2 separate regions of the Anser cygnoides genome follow, and region 2 is linked to region 1. Evidence: chromatin contacts called from public Hi-C data. All regions are on one chromosome and are shown on one strand. The core of a region is the stretch at or near the end of the contact, and the rest is flanking DNA. Distances in the headings are between cores, read along the strand shown. Region 1 holds the start of ZMYND11 (zinc finger MYND-type containing 11). Region 2 overlaps ZMYND11 (zinc finger MYND-type containing 11).

Evidence for each region. A called contact is a pair of places that touch in the nucleus more often than the background predicts.
Region 2: a Hi-C map of granulosa cells shows a contact between it and region 1, with 2.9 times the contacts expected there. The contact joins the enhancer-like site here to the promoter of ZMYND11 in region 1. A contact is called at or near these places in 4 of 7 Hi-C or Micro-C datasets (fetal liver, granulosa cells and liver).

Annotation. Positions count from the first base shown.
Region 1 is chr2:11,079,951-11,085,903 of Taihu_goose_T2T_genome, forward strand. It overlaps ZMYND11 (zinc finger MYND-type containing 11), which reads left to right and starts at 3,338. Exons shown (of 15, transcript XM_048050543.2): 1 at 3,338-3,549.
Region 2 is chr2:11,150,977-11,156,929 of Taihu_goose_T2T_genome, forward strand. The region is part of intron 3 of ZMYND11 (zinc finger MYND-type containing 11); the gene reads left to right. Among named protein-coding and RNA genes, the nearest start is that of ZMYND11, 71 kb to the left of the region's middle. Within about 2 kb of position 2,880, at least 1 of the 3 cell types and tissues checked has open chromatin away from gene starts, as enhancers often do.

The DNA of each region.
Region 1 (5,953 bases), core at 2,088-4,587:
GTCCCATCCACACATTGTAGCATTGTCCAGTACTAGCACTGAAAGCAAAATGATCTCTTGAAAAGGAATAGTATTGTTTAAAAGGAAACTGCAGGCAGCAGCAGCCTTCTTGTGCCCAGAACATGTTCTGGCCATAAGAAGGTACGTCAGGAACACAGCACCAGCCAGGCACATATGTATTTGTGCCCACTAGTGTTGCTTCAAACTGCTTTCGGCTCAGGGACTTCCCAAGACATGTGGATTGTGTGGCTCCAACCTGCAGTGGATTTCTTTTCCACGAACCTGTCCAGTGACCCCTTTAACTCACTGCAGCAAATTACATTCTTAGGCTGGACACACGTGCTGGCAAAACTGTGCTTCTGCCTTGCTCAGCTTCTTCTCCTATCCTCCAGTACTGCCTACATGTGAAACAATGCCGACAACAATGCTGCAGTAGACCTGACCAGCACATTACTGGCACACGTGTAGCCTGATGTATTTCTATTGTATGTACTTTTACTTGAAAGGAAGCAACTTTATTGTGTTTGCTTTCTAACACTGCAGTAGTGGTGCATTTTCTTTTTCCACAACCAAGTAAGAAAAGAGAGAGATGTCTGGACCCCTTACAATTACACTGCGAGCTATTGAGTTTTGACAGGTAAACTGGTTCCCAAACTGAGCTCCTTCAGCCTGAGACGAGCCTGTCCAGCTTCACACACCCAGCTCCGCGTTCATCCTTTCCAGGGACCTTCGAGGCCGAGGAGGGAGGAAATGCCTCAATTTCCCCCGGCCTCCCTTCGCCTCTCGCCCGCTTCGGCAGCCAATCCTCGCCCTGGGGAGGGGGGGGCTGGAGACGGCCCCAATCCAGCGTTTGTATTAACAAACATTTCCCAGCGCCTATGAGGAAACATACTGCTGCCCAGTGCTGTGGGAGGGTGGGATTTCCTTCCTATTGTCTGCCTGTCTCAGCCTGCACGGCTTGGTAGTGGAGTTGTGCGTTAACTCTTTAAAGCTCTTCGCTCGCTTTGCCGATGGAAAGTTAATGGCCAAAAGGGCTCCGCGAAGCGTGCATGGGAGATATCACACTAAACGCTGATAAATGCAAGAACCGAGGCTAACCAAGACCAGCTGGAGTCACTTCAATTCTTTATCTTAATGAACATAAAAAAAGTCTTTCCAATACAGTGAAAAATAAATCAAAATGATTGGGAAATGCATCATTTTTATCCTTCAATATGCACCACGAAGGCGATATAATAAAACTGGCTAGCTGAGGGATCTAAAGAGGATATCAAAGCATTTCAAAACAAGGCCCACCAACACCCATATATAAACTATATGCCTGTTTCTCTACAGTTGATTTAATTCACTGCCCATCAGCTCACACAAGGTAAAGTAGTTATGGTTGTAGACACTCCCTAAATGTTTGCTTTAGGATACCTTGTTCTTTACAAAATCAAATATTTGTATCCTGAAACAAATATTTGGAGACGGTCCAGACTACCCTTTACAAATATGTTAACTACAACAAATTGTTGGCAAGCAGTGGATTCCAGGAAAAAAAAAACCCTGTAAGGTAAGGCAAACCATAAGGATTCAATCCTGCATATGCTTCCGCGTTCGTGAAACTGCGGCCTAAATATTTATTTGACAGCTCTCTATGGGACCTGAGAGATAAAGGGCTAAAACCTTTTTATACTGAAGATAGCTGAACTTCTGCCTTAAGTAAATATTTGTATAGGTAAGGAGAAGGCACTGTGTCAGAGTAATGAATCTTCTCACTAAAGAACCAGAGAGTGGAATTGGAGCTTTGTCTTGGATGTATGCCAAAGAATCCCCCCAGCCAACGTGGTTGTATGGGGTATCTGGCTGGTTTAGCTGAAGAATTAAAGACGGTTCTGTATGCTGCTGGGTACCTTTCTCTCCTCTTTGCTTCTGGTAGCAAAAATTGGTATGCCTAAAACACACCTGCTTGAGTAGACCTGCCAGCTCGACTGAATGGTGGAAACCGTAGAAATGATAAGCACCCAAACATTTTCCTTCATATATAAATATAGCTCAGATACAATTTGTATAGAGCAGGTTTCAGAGGAACTTAAGGCAGCCAAGCCACCAATATCCTATGGAAACTTGGCATATATTTCAATCAAGTGTCTTTTGAAAATTACAAGTCTTAACAAAATCTGAGCCAAACATCACAACTAAATGCTTAACATAAGGTAGCCTTTTTGTAATTACACTGACACTAAATCTCTTCCTGAGTGTCCTTCTTACTTAAAAAATTGCCCATAAATCTCATTTGCTTTTTATTAATGAAAGCAATATAATGCAGTTAATAAACTATAGTATCACTGTTTGGTATCTGCCCAGCCCCTCAAGTACCCTTTGAAAACAGATTACCAGCACTTTCTTTCCTATCTATTTATTTTAGATAATGTAAAATGTTCTTTCATATTTAAATACACAACATAAGTAAAGCTTTATCACTGCCATTCAACAAGCTCTTATTTGCATTTTATTTTTTAAAAGTGGAGGTGAAGTCCTGATGTAGCAGTCTCAAACAAAATGTGGTTTTAGACACTGCTAGAAATTTTATTTACTAAACACACTAGAGAAACCTTCACTGTTCAGAGTGTAAATTGTGTTAAATTCTTTGACTGAACAGGCAGAATGGATGCATCTTTTTTCATTATTAGTATTCCAAAACTATTTTAATAATACTAGTGACTACTCAGGTGAGTAAAATTATTTGCATGCATAAATTTTACGGGATTAAGCTTATAGTGTATTTTAATAAAGTATGTCACAGTGCTAGTCGAGTTTAATCAATTATAAAATGTGTTACTGTTCCATTATTTAATTCCTTGAGTATTTCAGAAACTTTAGAATGCATTTGCTTAGACATTTATGAATAATTAATATTTATCTCATAGTCTATGTAAAAATGGTATTAAAAGTACATGTTTTCCTGCTACTTACATATGTATATATATATACCTCTACAGTTTCATATTACCTAGATTTTCTAATCCTGCAGTGAAAGTGTGGACCCATAATTGGAACACATAGCCAATTCTGGGACAGAACACTGTTTCTATATGCTTTAGTTTCTGTTGCCCAAGGTGTGTATCCACTTTTAAAGATGTTTTCCAAACTGGGTTTCACGATAAGAGGTCAGATAACTGGTAATTTTTTCCTCTGCAATAAGAGAGGATCCAGATCTAAGAGTGTGATAAAATACATATATAATAAATAGTTAAAGATCCGTTTCAAATGTATTATTAAAAAAAAAATAATAAAAGAAACAAACAGCAACTCCAGCAGACACCACTAGAGTTCTCCTTCTCCCAAATATCCCTAGCACCATCCTAAACCCTGTTTACCCCAGAAACCTGAACTGTGGACAGACAGAAGAGGAGAGAGAGAGAGAAAATTCAGACACAATAAAACTCTGAGGGGAAAAATATGTGGAAGGAGGAGGCAGCAGCGGCCTGGGGAAGGGATTGAAAAGTTTCCCCTGGCTTAACTTCTCCCCCCCTGCAGCAGCAGAAGCAGCGGCAGCAGCACAAGGTGAGAGAGACTTTTAAGTCTGGGGAGGAGGGGTGTGTGTGCGGGAGGGGGGGTTGAATTTACAGCCCTGTGGATATTTCTCTGTCTGCCTCCCTGGCTTTGGGGTGCGAGAGACACCGTGTCTCATGCTGGGTGGATTTTTTTTTAATATGATGGAGGATTATAAACATGGCGCCTTAAAAAAACTACAAAATCATGTACACACTGTTCCAAGGAGATGGGGGAGAGGGGACAGGGGAAGGGCTGGGCACGAGGGGAGGGGGCAATCCTGCCCCGTGGGGGAGCATATGGGGAGGGGGGAGCAATTATACTTAATAATAAAATGTGTGGGGCTGCGGGAGGGGGAGCGTGGGGGGGGGCCGACGGGGACGGAAGGCGGGATTTTTATATATATGTATATATATATATATTATTTTTTTGGAGTGGGAAGGATTATCTCGCAGCCCGCTTGGAAATCGAGAAGAAGGGGGCCGGCGGCGGGGCGCGTGTGATTATTAACGGCGATTATTTTTGTCCTTACACGCCTTCCCCGGCCGGCTTTCGGCTTCCAATAAAAAAAAAAAAAAAAAAAGCCGGCGGTTTCGCCAGACTTTCAGCCCGGGTCGGGATCGGGTCGGGGCGTGAGGAGGCGGTGGGGTGGGCAGAGGGGCAGAGGGCCCCCCCCGGGGGGAACGGTGCCCTCAGCGCTCCGCCGGGCCTGCAGGGCGCGGGGGAGCCGGGGACTCGCGTGAGAGGCGAGGCCGAGCGGGGTGTGGCGCAGCCCGGCCTCGGCCCCGCCGCCCCCCCGGCTCTATTCTCACAAGCTTTGCTCCCCGCTTTTCTCCCCCCCCCGCCCTTTTTTTTCCTTTCTCTCGCTTCTCCCCCGCCGCCCCCGCGTTTCCTCGCTGGGGTTTGGGGGGGGGGGTGGGGGGGGAATGTCTGCTTGGGTCTCGGCCCGAGTAATGGCAGCTGCTCGACAGCGCCGAGCCTCCTCCGCAGAGGGGAGACGGCGGCTCCCCGCAAGCCGGGAGCGGGGCCATAACTCCCCTTCCCCGCAGGCGGGCAGGGAGAGGGCCGGGGCTGGGGGTGAGCTTACAGCCCCGGCCCTCCGCCCCCGGGCGGGCTGCGCCACCCCCGCGGCGGGGACGGCCTTAAAGCCCGGCTCTGCCGCGCCGGGAGGGCAGGTTGGGGGGCGGCCTCCGGCTTCCCCCGCTAGCGGGGTGCCTCGTCCTCCGGCACGGCCCTCGGGCTGCCCGGGGCCGGGGTGAGGAAGGGGTCGATGCGGGGGACGCCTCCCGCTCCCTCCAAGAATAGTTCACTCGCTCCCCCCCCGGGCATGAAAGGGACCTCCGGGGCTCGGAGGTCGGGTTTTAGGAAAGCCTGGACTGCTGAGTCTTTAACGATGTGGGTTTTTTTTGTCTTACTTTCCCCCCGCTCCCCGCCCCTCCAAGCCGCGTCTCCGCATAACTCCCTTCCGTGCACTTTCTGAGGCGTTGTCCTTCATCATCCCCAACCTCAGGGATTGTCCAGAGGCCTATCCATCTCCTTTCTTTCATGAGGAAAGGATGAAAGCATACGTGGGGGGTGTCCTGTGGCGGGGATGGTGGGGAGCCTTTCTGTGCTTCCCTGACCTTCCCTGCGTTTCAGAGAAAAGTCCTCCCATAAAATATTGATGTTACAGACTTGGAAAACTTTGCACATCTTTTGGGGCTTACCCTGAAAACGGCACGCTTAATTTTGGGATTTGTGTTATTTATTTATTTCTGCAAATGTGGCAAGCAGAAGTTTGCGAGCGCTGGAGCAAGGGGTGACTCAAAGAGAGGAAAAGGGATGAAAAACTCTAATGTGGTGCTGGTTGGTTTTATAATTGCATAATTTGGCATTTTAATGTCCTGGGATCATCTACCACAGTCTTTGTATTGTAGGAGCAATGCTGTTTGTTGTAAAATAGTTTTGAAAGATCTTACTGCAGTGGAAAGGGACAAATGCAGAAAATGCTTTCTTGTCTTAGTGATACTGGTTTTTGTCTTTTGTTTGTTTTTGTTTTTCTTTTATTTCCCCAACTTTGTTGCTGTTCTTTGTAGGGAATTGTTTAATTCTTCCAGGGTGATCACTGAGACAGGTGTGGGGGGGTAGAGTGGGAGTGGAAATGCCAGTGCGTGGTTCGGGTTGCAGTCCCTTGGGTACTTCTAGTCCCTCATCCTTCAGCATGAAGGACCTGGCATCTCTCCATGCTTTTTTTTTTCTTCATAATTTTTCTTATCAACCATTCTGAGCATGCTACAGAAAGCCTTTAGGGAAGTAGACTGTTTGCTGACTGCTGTTTTATATAAAAGTGAGTGTATCTTCACGATAATTCCCTTTGTGAATTTTTGGTTAATGCCAGCTTTTCCATGCCTAAACAAACCTTTTCTGTTTTGACCAG
Region 2 (5,953 bases), core at 1,630-4,129, 71 kb after region 1:
TTTTTCTATGCTAGGTAGCCAGAAGCTGTTTTGAACTGGCTATGTCATCTTGAGTCTCTCCATAAATATGAAGATAATTGTGAAAAGCTTAAGAATGGTCACTGTGAGGGTTTCAACCTTTTCCGGCATCAATTCCACTTTAAATTTAAAACAAAACAAAACAGCTACATAGCTACCAGTTATTGCTAGCATACGAGGGGCTTCTAACTAACTAGGCTGAGGAATGATTTTAATGTGCATCCCATTCGTTTCACTTAGGGGCAGAAGGATAATATGAAACAGCAATAGTGACAGCCCGTGGTTTCATCATGAATGCTCTTACTACCAGAGAGCACAAAGAGGAAGAACATGTCATACCAAATGAAGAAAAATTTTCTTCAATATTTAAAAAAAAATCTATTTGTCTTCTCCATCTGTATTGCCTTGAATCTGAAGTCCTGTATGAATTCACTGATCCAAAGCCAAACACAGCCCAAACCATGACAGTTATTGTTCCTCTCATGTTGTAAGCAATTGGGGATTTTCCAGGCTGGAACTTTCCAGAGAGATTCTTAGTTATTTTGAAAGAACCAGTGTTCTTTACATCTGCTACGCACTGATCCAAAGAGTTAATGAATGTAGTTTAGGGAGAGAAAAGTTCAGACTGGCTTCCATCTCTTATTCAACACCTCAGGGAAAGTATGAGGAGACTTTGAGGCTCAGGGCACCTATCAGTATGGTCACACAAGGGCACTCAAGGGAAATGAGCATCTGGGGTTCTTTGACTCTTTCTTTGCTGTCTGTCTTCTCATCCTCTTAAGGTCCCATCATTCAGAGCTTATTTTGCCAAGAGAACAGCATCATATCAATCACTGTGCACTAAAAGCAAAGGATTTTCTAGGAAATTATTATCATAAAGTGCACTAGCATAAAATTATACTTATTACTGAGCAAAAATAAGTGTCCACTAATGTAATATCCTGGTGTGGATTTGTGAAAGTTCAGAAAAAACAAATTTTTTCAAGTCATCAAATCAAAGCATAGACTATTTTGTCTTTGAGAAGCAAAGTGGACCTCCGAACTCCCACTTTATTGATGAGAAATATTATACTCTTGTGTTAAACCCAAGGCCCTCTTTTGTCTTTACTTTAAGACTATTAGCATGTAACGCATGAGAATGGCCTCACTGTCCTTCCAGTGGCCTTTCTTTCCCCAGACAGGTTAAGAATCATGAACAATTCTGTGCATTCCTTTTCCAACTTTGTTTTTCTTTTCCTGTGCATTCAGGAGTATTTCTTCCCTCCACTCTTCTTCCCTCCAAACCCTCCTTAGTTTTCATCCCCTAAAAAGAGAGTACCTGTACCTACCGAATGTCAGTGCAGAAGCTCACATTGTTTGAGGATCTTCACACTACCAAAGATAATAGTGAAAGAGTCCACCTAATTGCATAGCTAAGAGATGATACTTCTTTTAAACTGGTGAAACAATCCCATCAGCATCTTCGCTTGCATCTCCCAGCTTTACCAACTTGACTGTTAAAAATTCAGTCAGTCTAGTGCTGTTTTCTTCTTTAAGGTTTTCACTCACTGCTCTGTAGTTGAGATACTGATGTTGTTGTTCACAGATTTCACAAAATGTTTTTGCTGCCTGAAAGGGTGTTCAGGAGAATGGTAGTTTACTTCCAGGTTTGAAGCAGACTAGTCAAACTAGTGCACATAACGCTTCCCCCATGGGACTCAAATTATTTTAATAGATTAGATGACTTAGACCAGCCCATCTTGAGCTTGTTCTGAAAATGTGCATTTTGTGTTTTTTGTTTGTTTGTTTATTGTTGTTGCTATTCACTTCTTTTGTGCCAACATGGTAGCATTGTTTTCATTCAGTTTGTGGATGCAAACTGCTGTGCATCTCTGGCAGTTACGTTGGTTCTTGTGATGCCATGCTGGTCACTGAATGAAGCTTTGTTGAAGCTGATTAACTTATTAACATTCATGCTTCATTCACAATAAATGCAGACCTCATTCTTTCATATCACTGACAGCTGGAGCCGTACCAGCCACACCTATGACACAGGGGAAAAAGACAAGAAGTTGGAGTTATGTAGGAAGTTTTGTTGTTGGTTCAGATAAAAAAGGTTGGACTATTGTTTGAGGAAACTGTGTGTGGAGAAACATCAACTAGAAAAACAGTACAAAATCTCATGGAGAAGATATGGCCAGGAAAGCAATGTAAACATATGCTAAGAAAGAAGAGTGGAGGGCGAGCCCTTTTGTGCACAGTGCTTCTTGGAAAGAGGCTTGGAACTACAAGGAAATAATGGTTGGTTTTTGTTTTTTGTTTCTTTTTTCCTGATCTGGATTCATCTTGTGTCAAAAAAGAACAAAACCTTCACATACATAATAAAAATATGTGGAAATAAAAGGCACTGCACCTAATAAATACTTCACTCCATCACTGATTTATCTCCCTAATGAAAACAGCCTACAAACCTCCTCTTGGTTCAACCTAAGTAAAAAATGGTGACATTAATAGCAGAAGTGAATCCAGTTTCTGAGCAGATAAGTTGCAAGTTTCTATTAACCTTGAACTCACTTGGAACGCGAAGAAGGAAAAAAATTATTTTCATTTAAGATCATATTCTATTTCTAATATCCTGGAGGAGAATGTTCGCATTGCCTCACCTCAAATAATATATACTACTGCTACCCAAACATGATCTTCTGGGGAGGGAAACTGAGATTTATTCATTGCTTCAGGAACACAGCTCATAGGCTGAGAAGATAAACACAGAGGGATTTTAGCAGTTGTTTTGGCTGCTGGCATGCTACTACACTTCTTGGAAAAAGTTCCCGTCTTCATTAGCTCTGGGAGTTAGAGACGGGCTCTGTACTTTGGAGCCAATCACCTTGAACTGGCCAGAACATAAATACAAGATAGGAGAGGGAATAAAAATCTACCTGTCGTGGCAGGCATCCAGAGAAGATTTCGGCGGTTTCTGCCAGAAACAGAAGACTTCTAAGACAAACTGGCAATAAATTAATTAGACAAACTTGGGCTTGCAGATTAAACTCAGTGAACGAAAGCCAAAAGAGTACGGAGAGGCTCTGGAATTCACTGCAGAACCTGAGTCTTCTTGCATGTGTGCATCAGAACTGGAAGCAGTTATCAGTGAAGAAAACGAAAATGGATTATCACGAGCCTATAAACGCATCTGTGTTTAATACATATTACGGAGAAAGAGATTTTGGTCTGTCTCCTGACTGATGATTTTATGTTCTTTTCAGGATAAAAATGATCTCTAAAGTGAGAGAAATTAAAAATAATGGAACAAATTAGTTGTTGGCTGATATTCTGAAAATCCGTATAAAATGAGCCATAATAAATAAATAAAGTACTTGAGGTTAAGCAAGATGACTAGGTAGTTGTGAGGACATATGAAGTCATTATTGCTTTGGATTTCTTTTTGTGATAAAGTGTAAGTAATGAATACCACAAAGTGTCCTACAAAGTCAGTTTGTGGAAATCCATTTTAAAGATGAAGCCCAGGTCATCAAAGGAAAGGATCTATAAAAAGGCAACTGATTTGCAATGGACAGATTATCCTGTCTGTAAAAGCACAGATCATTGTAGCTACTTGCTGCAGTAGGGTTTTAGAAAAGGAAGGAGAAGATAAAGTGAAACAATTTTCATAAAGGGATTCTAGCTGCTGACATCTTTTTGGCTTTGAAGGAGAGATGGATGCTTGCTTATTTGCTGAGCACTTCTGATGAGCAAAAGCAGCAGGAAAAAAAATACCAAGCAAAACAGGAGCCAATGTGTTTAGTAAATACATATATACAAGGAAACTACTGGGGAGAAAATGAGCTTACTTTGATGCTGAATTTACTCTAACGTTAAATGTAAAACATGGGATGATCTAAGAAGCTTTATCACTGTAAAGCAATCATCCTGATCAAGTATGGATCCTGTACAGCAATGATAAAAGGGAAATACTTTATTAAACAGCTAGCTCACTATTTATGTGCTGCAGAGATGGATAAGTCCTCGGAGCCATCAAGCAATTAATCTTGCCTTCTTCAGTTCTGAGCCTTACCCATCGTTGTGATGAAGAAAAGAGAAGAGCAGATTCAGTGGGGTACTGAATGCAAGTTTACAGGAGGATTCTTGCTCACTGAGAAATAGATGGAGCCGAGGATGTTGTGTCATGAAGAGAAGGCTGACCCAAAGGGCAGGAGGAAGACTGCTCTCACAGCAGGCTAGGACCTGTGGAGAAAAACATATGCAGTGTCTCCACTGTGTTCGAAGACAATGGGAATGGTGCTCCATGACGCGTTGCATTTGTTAGACCCAGGTAGTATTTAATACACTCTACTGTCTGACTGAAAACCAAGACATCTGCTAGTGATTCGTGGTAAGATTTCTTACTGGGGACTGTACCCAGTGAGATACAGCATGCTTAAAAAAGAGGCAACTGTGCGTGTACTAGGTGCCTAACTGCTAGTCTTCCTCTGAAGGAAGGAATACGGATCTGCCTTGTCCAGCTCCATAGATGAACAGGCACATTTTGTGAAACTTTTATTACAGAGCAGTCACTTGGAAGTTCAACAGCAGTGCAAAAGCAGTGGATAGTGGGAGACACTTCAAAATTGAACGTGGTTTAGCATTTCCACAGTTCTTAAGGGCTCTCGCACCTAATCTTGTCCGTGCTTCTTTCAGAGTGCTTTAGTATGGGACACAGTTTCAGATATTTATGCTCTGAGAGAAGTGTCGATGAACAGACCAATCATTTAAGGGTGTAGTAGCTGTTTAGAGCAAATGTATAAGTAAGAAGCATTTCCATCAGGTTTTGTACCGGAGGACAGGAGTGCTGTAGATAGTGCACCCCTACAGTAGTTTATTACATTTGTGAATCATCAAGACTGAAAAATGCACTGCAAAGTTTTAACAATTACCTGTAGCAAAGCTCGTGTATTCAAAAAGCTTGGATAGGAAAAGCTCGGATGCTGCCTGAAAAAGACAGAAAGGAACAGGTAGATTAACAATGGAAAATTTGTTTAGAAATAGCTATTGCTTTGGGGTTTTGTTTAAAGTGCAGCATGCCCTGGGACCTCTTAAGGAGAGGACTCAGATACTGAAGAAAAGTTCGATGGAGTGATGGCATTGTAGATACATTCATGCTAGAATGCAGTACCACCTCTTGCTATCATAACAAAGGCTTTCCATTTGCCTCAGGAAGTTTGAAATATGAAAGATTAAGTACAGAAGATAGGAAGTTCTTCCCACCAGCAGATGATGATGGATATAGGTTGCAAAACGCAAGATGTGAAAAAGGAATGTGTAGTCCTTGTGGGAGGCATTTCTTTTGATGTATCTGTCTGCTTGATACAGACTGGTAGTCAACTTCTGTTTGATTCTGGTGAAGAGTTACTGAAAGCCAACTAAGAGACGTGAACAGCAGAATCCAAAACTTAAAAAGCTTCTCCCTTAGCTGAAGGAATCAGAGGAAAGAAGTGTTCCTTGTGACTGTTCCTGAATCCTGAAATACACCTGAAGAAACTGAATCCAGAACATTTGCCTCGGGAATAGCATCTTTAAATTGAGCATGGCCCAATTATCTCATTAGATGTCAGAGGAATCATAGGAATTTATTCATTGAGATTCTTTCCAGTTTTTAAAGGGTTACAAAATAATCAGGAAAAGATTCCACTAAAGTTTTGGATTGGTGATTTGAAAATGTCTTGAAATAAATATAGCATGCTACTATTTTCAAATAGGTTTTATTTTGGAAATGACTTCTTTCTGCTAGCTTGGACCTTGTTGCCGTTCTAGATTCCTGTACTGTGACAGACCAGAAGTGTTGTTATGATACAGTCTGGGTGAAATCTTACAGTGTATCCGCTAATACTCTTCCTCTAGACTAAATGTTAAAAAAAGGCTGTTTTAAGTTCTTTATTAGTTAGACAGCTGGAGTTGT